Regions from separate parts of the Mus musculus genome. Here region 1 is linked to region 2. Evidence: chromatin contacts called from public promoter capture Hi-C data. All regions are on one chromosome and are shown on one strand. Each heading gives the region's core, a stretch centred on a gene start, on an enhancer-like site or on the middle of the called end of the contact. The rest is flanking DNA. Distances are from core to core; before and after follow the strand shown.

The links. Promoter capture Hi-C pulls out the DNA fragments that hold promoters and counts their contacts.
Region 1: a promoter capture Hi-C map of trophoblast stem cells shows a contact between it and region 2, with 2.7 times the contacts expected there. The contact joins two enhancer-like sites. A contact is called at or near these places in 14 of 39 promoter capture datasets (the 3T3-L1 cell line, the C10 cell line, embryonic stem cells and 6 more), 1 of 115 datasets of contacts at active chromatin or transcription factors (embryonic stem cells) and 3 of 9 other capture datasets (adipose tissue, liver and pancreatic islet).

What each region holds. Positions count from the first base shown.
Region 1 is chr5:64,095,731-64,099,942 of GRCm38.p6, reverse strand. Pgm2 (phosphoglucomutase 2) reads right to left here. Exons shown (of 14, transcript NM_025700.3): 2 at 2,797-2,964. Among named protein-coding and RNA genes, the nearest start is that of Pgm2, 4.9 kb to the right of the region's middle. Within about 2 kb of position 2,817, at least 4 of the 459 cell types and tissues checked have an H3K27ac peak or open chromatin away from gene starts, as enhancers often do. A contact at or near this core is called in trophoblast stem cells, where this site is marked.
Region 2 is chr5:63,872,701-63,877,200 of GRCm38.p6, reverse strand. 0610040J01Rik (RIKEN cDNA 0610040J01 gene) reads right to left here. Exons shown (of 4, transcript NM_029554.4): 2 at 702-751. Among named protein-coding and RNA genes, the nearest start is that of 0610040J01Rik, 62 kb to the right of the region's middle. Within about 2 kb of position 2,165, at least 59 of the 459 cell types and tissues checked have an H3K27ac peak or open chromatin away from gene starts, as enhancers often do. A contact at or near this core is called in trophoblast stem cells, where this site is marked.

The DNA of each region.
Region 1 (4,212 bases), core at 1,568-4,067, 220 kb before region 2:
GACAATTAACTGATGAAAGTCTGTTTGGTTTGTTTGTTTCGGATACTATTTACCAGAAATCTAAAGGATACTGGAATTAATCCATTTATAGGGTAAAATTTGCTCTGCAAATCAAACTTGTGCATTTTGGGGCTATCACTACCTGCCCCAAGCTGGTGGAGCATCCCATCCCTGTATCTCAGGGATCGAACAGCATCACATCGGTCTCAGACACATGAGAGCAGCGAACTTGGAATCTCAACACTCTATACACTGGACATTGTCAGAGAGTTCTAGTTGACTGGGCAATAGTGATGTGACCTAATCCTTACTGCACTCTGACTAAAGGAAATCTTATACATAATGAAGCATATCTACAATTTTTGGTAGAGGGATAGATCTCAGTCTTGTTAGCAATGTTACATCAATTTAGATTGTTTTTTTCCCCTTTGGCAAACAAATAGCATCCAGCACACCTTCCAAAAGTGATAAGGAAATAAGGATGTATGTATTCGTCTTGTGGGTCCCCAAGGAGGAATTCAGATGCCTGATGCTTCACAGCTTACAATGGTGACATTATACCTGACTTTCCAGGTCAGCCTTTGAGCTGTGACCTCAATGTGTCAGGAAGCAAAAATCATCTAGCCCAAGTCCAGATTCTCGTACCCCTAAATCTTCTAGAAACTTCTGGGTCCTGTGATGGACGAGGTCCAGAAAATAGTTGAGGGAAAGGACACTATTCCATGGGGGACGAAGGAGGCTTTCAGAATTAAAATGCTACCTTAAACAAAATAAAAACTTGCACGACTTCAAAATATATAACTAAAGAGCTAAAAAAAAAAAAAAAAAAAAAAGGATGGGTTTGGAATGAAACTAATGAAGCCATCTTTTAGAAATTACTTTTTAATTATATCCACACATGTGTTTCTGAGTAAGTGTATGCCATATGTGTGCAGGGTATCGGGAGAGGATGTCTGATCTCCTGGAGCTTATAGGTTGGCTATAAGCCACTGGATGTGGATTCTGAAATCTTCTGTAAGAACAGCAAGTATTCTTAGCCACTGAGCCATCTCTCAAGCCCCTTTCCTTATTATTTTAAATTATGTATGTGTGTGAGCCTGTGTACGGGTATGTGCATGGGTATTCATGGGTATATAGGTGCTCGTGGAAGCCAGAAGAGGGTGCCAGGTCCTCTGGAGCTAGAATTACAAGCAGTGTGAATCACTTGACACGGGTGCTGGGAACCAAACTGGAGTTCTCAACGAGAGCAGCCTGGGCTCTTCACGGCTGAGCCATTTCTCCAGTACCCCGAAACCATCTTTAAATGAGATTAGCCCTGAGTTAGTTAGAACGGGCTATTTCATAGGCCAGTGAGTTCTTAGTGACCAATGTGTCCAGGTTAAATTAAGTACTCTTCGATAATCACAAACAGAGCATCAAAAAGACGTGAATTAATTGTCATAAGAAATTATAACCTCTACTGCTGAGGCAAATAGTAGAGGAGTTTTCCTCCAGTCTCCGGCCTACTTCTTTGAGATCGTCTTCACTCATATGCATCTGCGCCTTAACCAAAGCAGGGTAGTTTTAAGGTGCCACTAGGCTTACCCTTCATACCCAAAGGAGCAGCAGCAAGAGTGTCAATGCCTCAGTAAAGGGGACAACAGGGATGTGACCGACCAAGCCACATGCTAGTGCTCCATCAGGGAAGGCCACCCACAGCTGGAGTGGCAGCCAGAGCGGACCATTCCAGAAGTCCTCTCTCCTTCACTTCTGGGATGGCCCCTAAGATGTTAAAGTTGCATCTGCTGCTTTCCTGAAATGTTCTCTGCCCCGAGCATCCTCGTGTCCCACGGGAAGCATCACTCCAGGGTAGAGGGTTTCTAGGGATGACGCCAGTAGGTGGATGATGGAATAAGATCACTCTCCACTTTGGTTTCAAAGGCCTCCTGGGCTGGAGAGATGGCTCAGTGGTCAAGAGCACTGACTGCTCTTCTAGAGGTCCTGAGCTCAATTCCCAGCAACCACATGGTGGCTCACAACCATCTGTAATGGGATCTGATACCCTCTTTTGGTGTGTCTGAAGACAGCTACAGTGTACTCATATGCATAAAATAAATAAATCTTAAAAAAAAAAGGACTCATTATTATGTGCATTCATGAGGCCCACTCTCAGAAGAGTTCCGTTGTTCTAGCAGAAAAGTGGGCCACGGTGGCCATTGAACTTACTTAAGCCTAATTTCTCCATTTCAGGAAATTAGATAGAGTTGAATATAGGGGGAAAGGTTCAAGGTTAATCTTCAATCCAGAGAAGCCCCACACCTCACAGTAGGTGTGACAAATGGGATTATCCAAATACGGCCATGGCAATATATACCCCCACCAGGTGCCACTGACCTTCTGTTTAGACAGACAGAACTCAGTGGGGATTAGTTATTTTGTTTGGGTCACAGCTCATTTATAAATGCCAATACAGATTCCGGTCCGCATATTCGTGTTCATATTCCCTGCCATCACCTTAGTCAATGGGTCTGTATAATAACAAAATCTCCACAAGGGGCTCTGTCTTTGTTATATCCATTCACTATGCCTGACACACAGTGGGCATTCAATAAACTTGTTGCATGGCTGGCTGGGTGAATAGAAGGCTGATGGGTTATAAATAAGGACTGAACAAGCCTCATTTTGTAAATTAAATGGTGGTCACTTTCTCTCTTTGGTCAGATCCAAAGACATATCCAGAACTAAAACAAATTAAACCTATCAGGACTCAGGGAGATGCCCCAGGAGTAACAGCACTCACAGACTGACTCATGGTACCTGTGTGGTCTGGATGATGGTCAGGTCATTCATTCGAGAAATCCCTGCTCCCATAGGCGCTCGAAGGCCAGCTGTCCCAAACTCCATCCGGGCCCCAAAGCATTTCCGCAGCTCTTCTTTATTACCTCCAGCAATGAGCTGTTTCACTGACTCAGAGGTTAAAGGGTTCTGAAAGAAAGACATGGATGTACCAGGCACAGCTTGGTTAAGAAAAAGACAGAAAATCTGCAAGGTAGACCATGCCCTCAACACACACACACACACACACACACACACACACACACACACACACACACATCTCACCTCTATGAAAAACCTGTATAAACAGAGGCTTTTGCATTTCCTGGTGTTTTTGAAATCTGAGCTAAGGAATTTGATGTAAGATGTATTCTCTGTCCTACTGAGGGAACAGTTTTAGAGAAAATGAACTAGATGCTGTTTTAGGACAGACATCTAACTCGCTCAGGGAGATCTCAGATCATTTGCTTACCAACCCCGTGCTTGAGAAGGCTAGAAAGTTTCCCAAGAACCTATTTTCCCCATCTGTAAAAGGGGAACCAGCTAGAACCTCTCTTGCATATTTTTCAAGGTTTGAAATGACTTCGTCTTGGTCTGACACTGAGTTGTGATGTTCATCTCCTTCCCTAAGGTCCTCAAACTGTTCCAGGGTGGTAGGTCAGTCAGTACAATCGAGACCGTACTTTTGTAGTGCTTTATAATTCTTACAAAGTGTTCCCTTTGTATCTGGTCGTGTTTCAATGACTCTAAGTCAGGTCAATAATAGCTGATGGTTTTGGTAGTATTTTACACTACAGAAATTGAATGGCTTGCTTAACTGCATGGTGAACATTAGCCTAGTGCTTTTTCTATTACCTTAATTGCAAACAGATAAGGACATGAATCATTTATGTACACTTGCCTTGTTTTCTTCACAGAACGATTGCTGGAGATGTGAAGATTGGAGAATTACCTAACTCCACATGGACTTTTACATTAAGAATTGAGGGAAGGCTGGAGTGAAGCACTTCTAATCGTCACTCCCCAAAATGAACACTGGGCAAGATAAGGCCCCATAATTAAACTTTGAAATGTGGTCGCCATAAAACCTTGGCTTCAATCAAGCCTATAGTTCCAGATAGTTCCAGCTTCAACAGGAACTGGGACCAACCTTTTGATTAACACTAGATTCCAACCCCAGAGAACCATCTTACCCATTACACCGGCAGGTGCCCCCAAGGCAAGGCTCAGAGCTGTCATACAAAGGGAGCACAACAAACATCTGCTGAGTGGCTGAGACAACACAGACTTCCTGGCCACACCCAATATCCAGGGCGTCTCTGAGGCCTACTGTGGATTTCAAAAGTCTTAACTGGTCTTGGATTGCTAGAAAAGACTCAGCAGCCTGAGAGAACAAAG
Region 2 (4,500 bases), core at 916-3,415:
CTGATACACTGGAGTCACTTGGGGCTGGGCATTATGGGTAGTTTCTGGTATAGGGGTCTGGGATGAGGCCTAAATAAAATGCCTTCCTCACAAATTCCGAGGAGTCTGAGGCTACAGTCCTGGGATGATACCCTAGAGCCAGTGTGACCGTCACTGGAGATGTCCCAAGGTTCTTGGGAAACTGGAAGTCTTCCCATGTGAAGATTTGGTTGCTGTGTGGTCTCATCACACACATTTTTAATTCTCTTTTAATTTTCATAAAGTGAAAAGGCAATCACAAGGACTTGGAGACGTGACACGGCGAGATGACTGAGCGGGTAAGTGTGCTGCTACCAAGGCCACGGACCTGAGTTCAAGCCTCATGTGGTGGAAGAAGAGTCTTGATTCCCACAAGTTATCTTTTGATCTCCACACAGGCTCGTGCATGGGTGCCCCCTCCCCCCCCCAGTAAAATAAAGTATTAAAAACCTAAAAATAACAACAACAAATCCCACAAAACCTTAAAAATATATAAATCACATAATTGAATGGAAGTCTGAATGGGCCAGAAAGAAACAGATTTTGGGGACTTGTTCTGTCCACTGGCTCCGATGATACTGGAAACAAAAGAGAATTTCCATTCTGAGTGATATAAAATTTAGCCAAAAGTGGAGCGAACAGACCACCCAAAACCAGGCATAAACTGAAAACTGCTGGCTTACCTGCTGGGGCGCTTGTCCATTAGGCTTCTCTGGGTGTTAAACCGCTCTTCCTGAAACAACAGCAAAGTGGAAAACTGAGGGATACCACATTTTCACAGTGGGATTGGGCAATGCCCAAGGAGGCATTTCCTGAGGGGCGCAGGACACTGACGTTGCTGTGGGGGTTTTAGCCTGCAACAGTGGGCCCAGGCAGGCAAGAGACAAGCCTGAGATTTGTTAGGCCTGACTTGGCAGCCCAGCTCCAGGCACTTAGCAATCAATTAACAATTAACCAACATCTCAGAGTTCCCATTTATAAAATGAGATTGTAATGAGATTTAAGCGGCATAACATGTAGACTTTTCATTGCACACTGGGCATGCTGGACTTGTTAATGCTATCTATCTACAACATCTGACTGTCTGAAGGCTTGGGTTCCCTTCAGAATTTAGACGTTGAAAACAATCCCCGGTGTCAAGGTGGGGCCTTTGGGATGTGAGTGGATCATGGAGGCAGGGTCCTTACAAAGATGCCCCAGGGCCCTTGGCTCTTCACCAAGCAAGATCACAAGAAGATGGTAATCTAGGGACTTAGCAGAGAGCAGTCTGTTAGGGCCTTGATCTTACTTAGACTTCCCCATCTCCAGAACTGTGAGACTGGGTTTCTGTTGTTGATAAACCATCCAGTCTAGGATGTTTTGTTATAGCAGCTTGAACATTTGACATGCTTGTAGGTAGTGTTAGTGAACACTGCATGGCTATATGCCTCCACACTGATGGGTACAGAGGCGAGCAGGAGGGAGGGAGGAAATGAATTTTCTTCTTAGGGACATATCAAGCTATGCTTTGACTAGTAAAAGTATAACCATTCAATAAAATACACGATTTAGAAAACATTTTTGCCTATAATGAAAATGATGTACAGGATTTAGAAGGCAAAGAAATGCTTAGCTTTGTACTTCTCTGTTTAGTAAAACACTCTACTATACACAGACACATGTTCAAGACATGCTTTTTATTCTACTCCCACGTAACTAATGAGATAATAAACTCTGACATACCATACTATACAATACTGGATGTCTATATACATCCAGTGGTTCAATTTCACATTCTGTTAGCTGTGTATTTTCACCCAGTGTTCATCTTTTTTATCTAATGTTTCTCTAAACATTGAAAACATCAATTGGATATCCCTAATCCGATTGCTCTTAATTTTGACTATACTGTTAATCATTTATCACCATTATTATGGGTACATAAGGACAATATGAGCCAGGCGAAGTGCACGCATTCAGGGAGCAAGCACGGCGACAAGAAAGCTTACACATAACTCAGAGAGATGGTCTGTCGTGCACAAGTAACACCGGACACATCCTGGGGAGGCGCTACACCGAGAGCTGAGCAGTTGAGGTGTTGACACTATCTGAGTCAGGCGGATGGGAAACCAGTGTGGGCCAGTTATGACCGGAAGGCCTTCAGGCAGAGCAGCGTGACAAAAGGGAAGTCAGCGGTGCTGTTTACTTAGCCAACAAAGAATCCTGAACTCCTGCTTTGTGTCAAGGTACCAGGAAGCTGCGGTAGCTGCTGTGCGGCTTACCCAATAGAGTGCCAACCTCCTGGGCGGTGGGATGAACATTCGGCATTCCTGATGTTTAAAGAGCAAGTCCCTGAAGACCCTGAGGGGCCAAAGGTTTACTTGAGGTCTGCTACACTCCAAGAAGAAAGACTGGAAGAGCAAAGACCCCAGTACGTGGGTGGGGAGAAAGGTCTGGGGCAAAAGAAGTAAAAGGAAGAGTGTAAATATTTGTGAGAGGGGGCCCCTGCAAGAGTTTCGTGCTGGGGACCCCGACCTTATTCCCTGGTGTGGTATCTCAGAGGAATTGATGATGTCTTGTTTTTGCTTTGAAAAAGATACTGAACTATCCACTGGAGGCTGCTCTTCAATGCCTACACGTGTACAGTGAGATGTTACTGAGCCAGGCTCCTGCTAAGGACTGAAAGCATGAAAGGTCAATAGGTCACTCTCCTGGACCCACCACAGAGCGCATCCCATGATGGGTAGACGAATATTAGAAATAGAGACGGAGCTTCATGGGGAATAGCTGGATGTAGGAGAATACAGCGGCAGGTGTGCTTAAGGGCTGACCCTTTGAGATAGCAGTAGCTAAAATACAAGGTTTAGTTATAAGGAGTGCTTACTGCTCTTCCAGAAGCCCCAAGCCGGGGTTGGGTTTCCAGCACCCACAATGCGTACCTAACGATTGCCTGTAACTTTAGCTTTAGGTGATCTATCTTCTGGCTTCAATGGGCGTCCTACACACAAGGAATACATGTGCACACAACTCACACGAATACAAAATAAAGGCACAGTGATTTTAAGCCAGGATCCACTACATGGGTGGTACCAGTCTTGTAAAGCAAAGCTCTCATCAAGCCCTTCGTGGGCAGGGAGCCTTGCGTGACTGTATGGCGCCTGTCAAGGTATTATGATCCTCAATTTTGCCTTTAAGGCTTCTTTATGCAATAGTCATAGTTTCCCCCGATTATTTTGGAAACTCTAATTCTATTTCCAGTCAGCCTGGTATTTTTGCTGTTTCAACCACGCCCATGATAGCCTGCCTCCAAGCTTTTATGCATATTATGTCTTTCCGGGCCTCCTTGCCCATCAATACTCTGAAAAATCCTCTTTTCATTGCAATGCATAAAGCTTAAAGATAAAACGTAAATAAGTAAGCTGAGACCTATCGATGTAGGTTACGGGCAAAGTGCTGTCAACCCTTCAGAATGTTCTAGAGCTACACGGTCCAATATGGTAAGTGCGGGCCACATGTAATTATTTTAATATAAATGACTGAGAATTAAGTAGAGTTAGGTGCTTGGTTCCCCAATGGCTTGGTTTCCTCCCAGAACATTTGAGGACATTAAACCCTATGAGGTCCCTTGTCTGTTGGGAAACAGTTTCATATTGTTTGGCATCCCGGGGTTACTGCCCACAGGATAGTATCTCTACACTGCTGTTTAGCTCTCAGGTGGAGCCTACGACCTCCACCTCCGAAGGGGTATTTTTTCCGACCCCTGCCCCCCGAGCACTGGCTCCCTATGGATGTGCTGGGGAAGGCAGCTAGCTAGCAGCTCCAAATCTGCACATCTTTAAAACAGCATTTTCTTTTGGAAAGATTGGTCTTGGCCTACATCCAGAAAGTTGCCTGGAATTCATCTCCCAACATCTCGGTGCCTTTGCTCCTTCAGCTGAGGTATACCGATCACAGGTGACTCAGGATCGGCAGGCGATCAGGTACAAATATTGCAGCTGCCATTCTTGTTGCTGCTCCTCACTGGCATGCAATGAGGAGGCAGGTCTATGGGAGTCCCTCTTCCGGAAGAGGGGTGGCACTCCTTACCTCTCCTGAACATTAGTACCCACTCTTCCGGTTTGTTTGTTAGTTGGTTTGTCATTACCAGAGAGCTCAAGTGCCTGTAATAGGAAGGGGCATTTCTGCATAAGCAAAGGTGAAGAGAAAGGTCGGAACATTTATAACGGCCTCGGGCATGCCAGACGCATGCGTACGTAGTTTCTTATCATTCCTTAAGCCCACCCTATGAGGCCTGGGGGCGTGGAAGGATGTGAGATTGGTGCCTGGAGAAGGGTTGTGGGTGGCAAAAAGGAGGCTGGGTAGGGCACAAATTTAGAAGATGGGCTCAGGTTAGGTGAGGAGGGGACCTGAATGCTATGCTAAAGCCGAACCATGAGATTGGTAGTCTCTAACTGGTGGCACCGCGCTGGCTCTGGTGGGCATGACAGAGGTGAACTGAGCCAG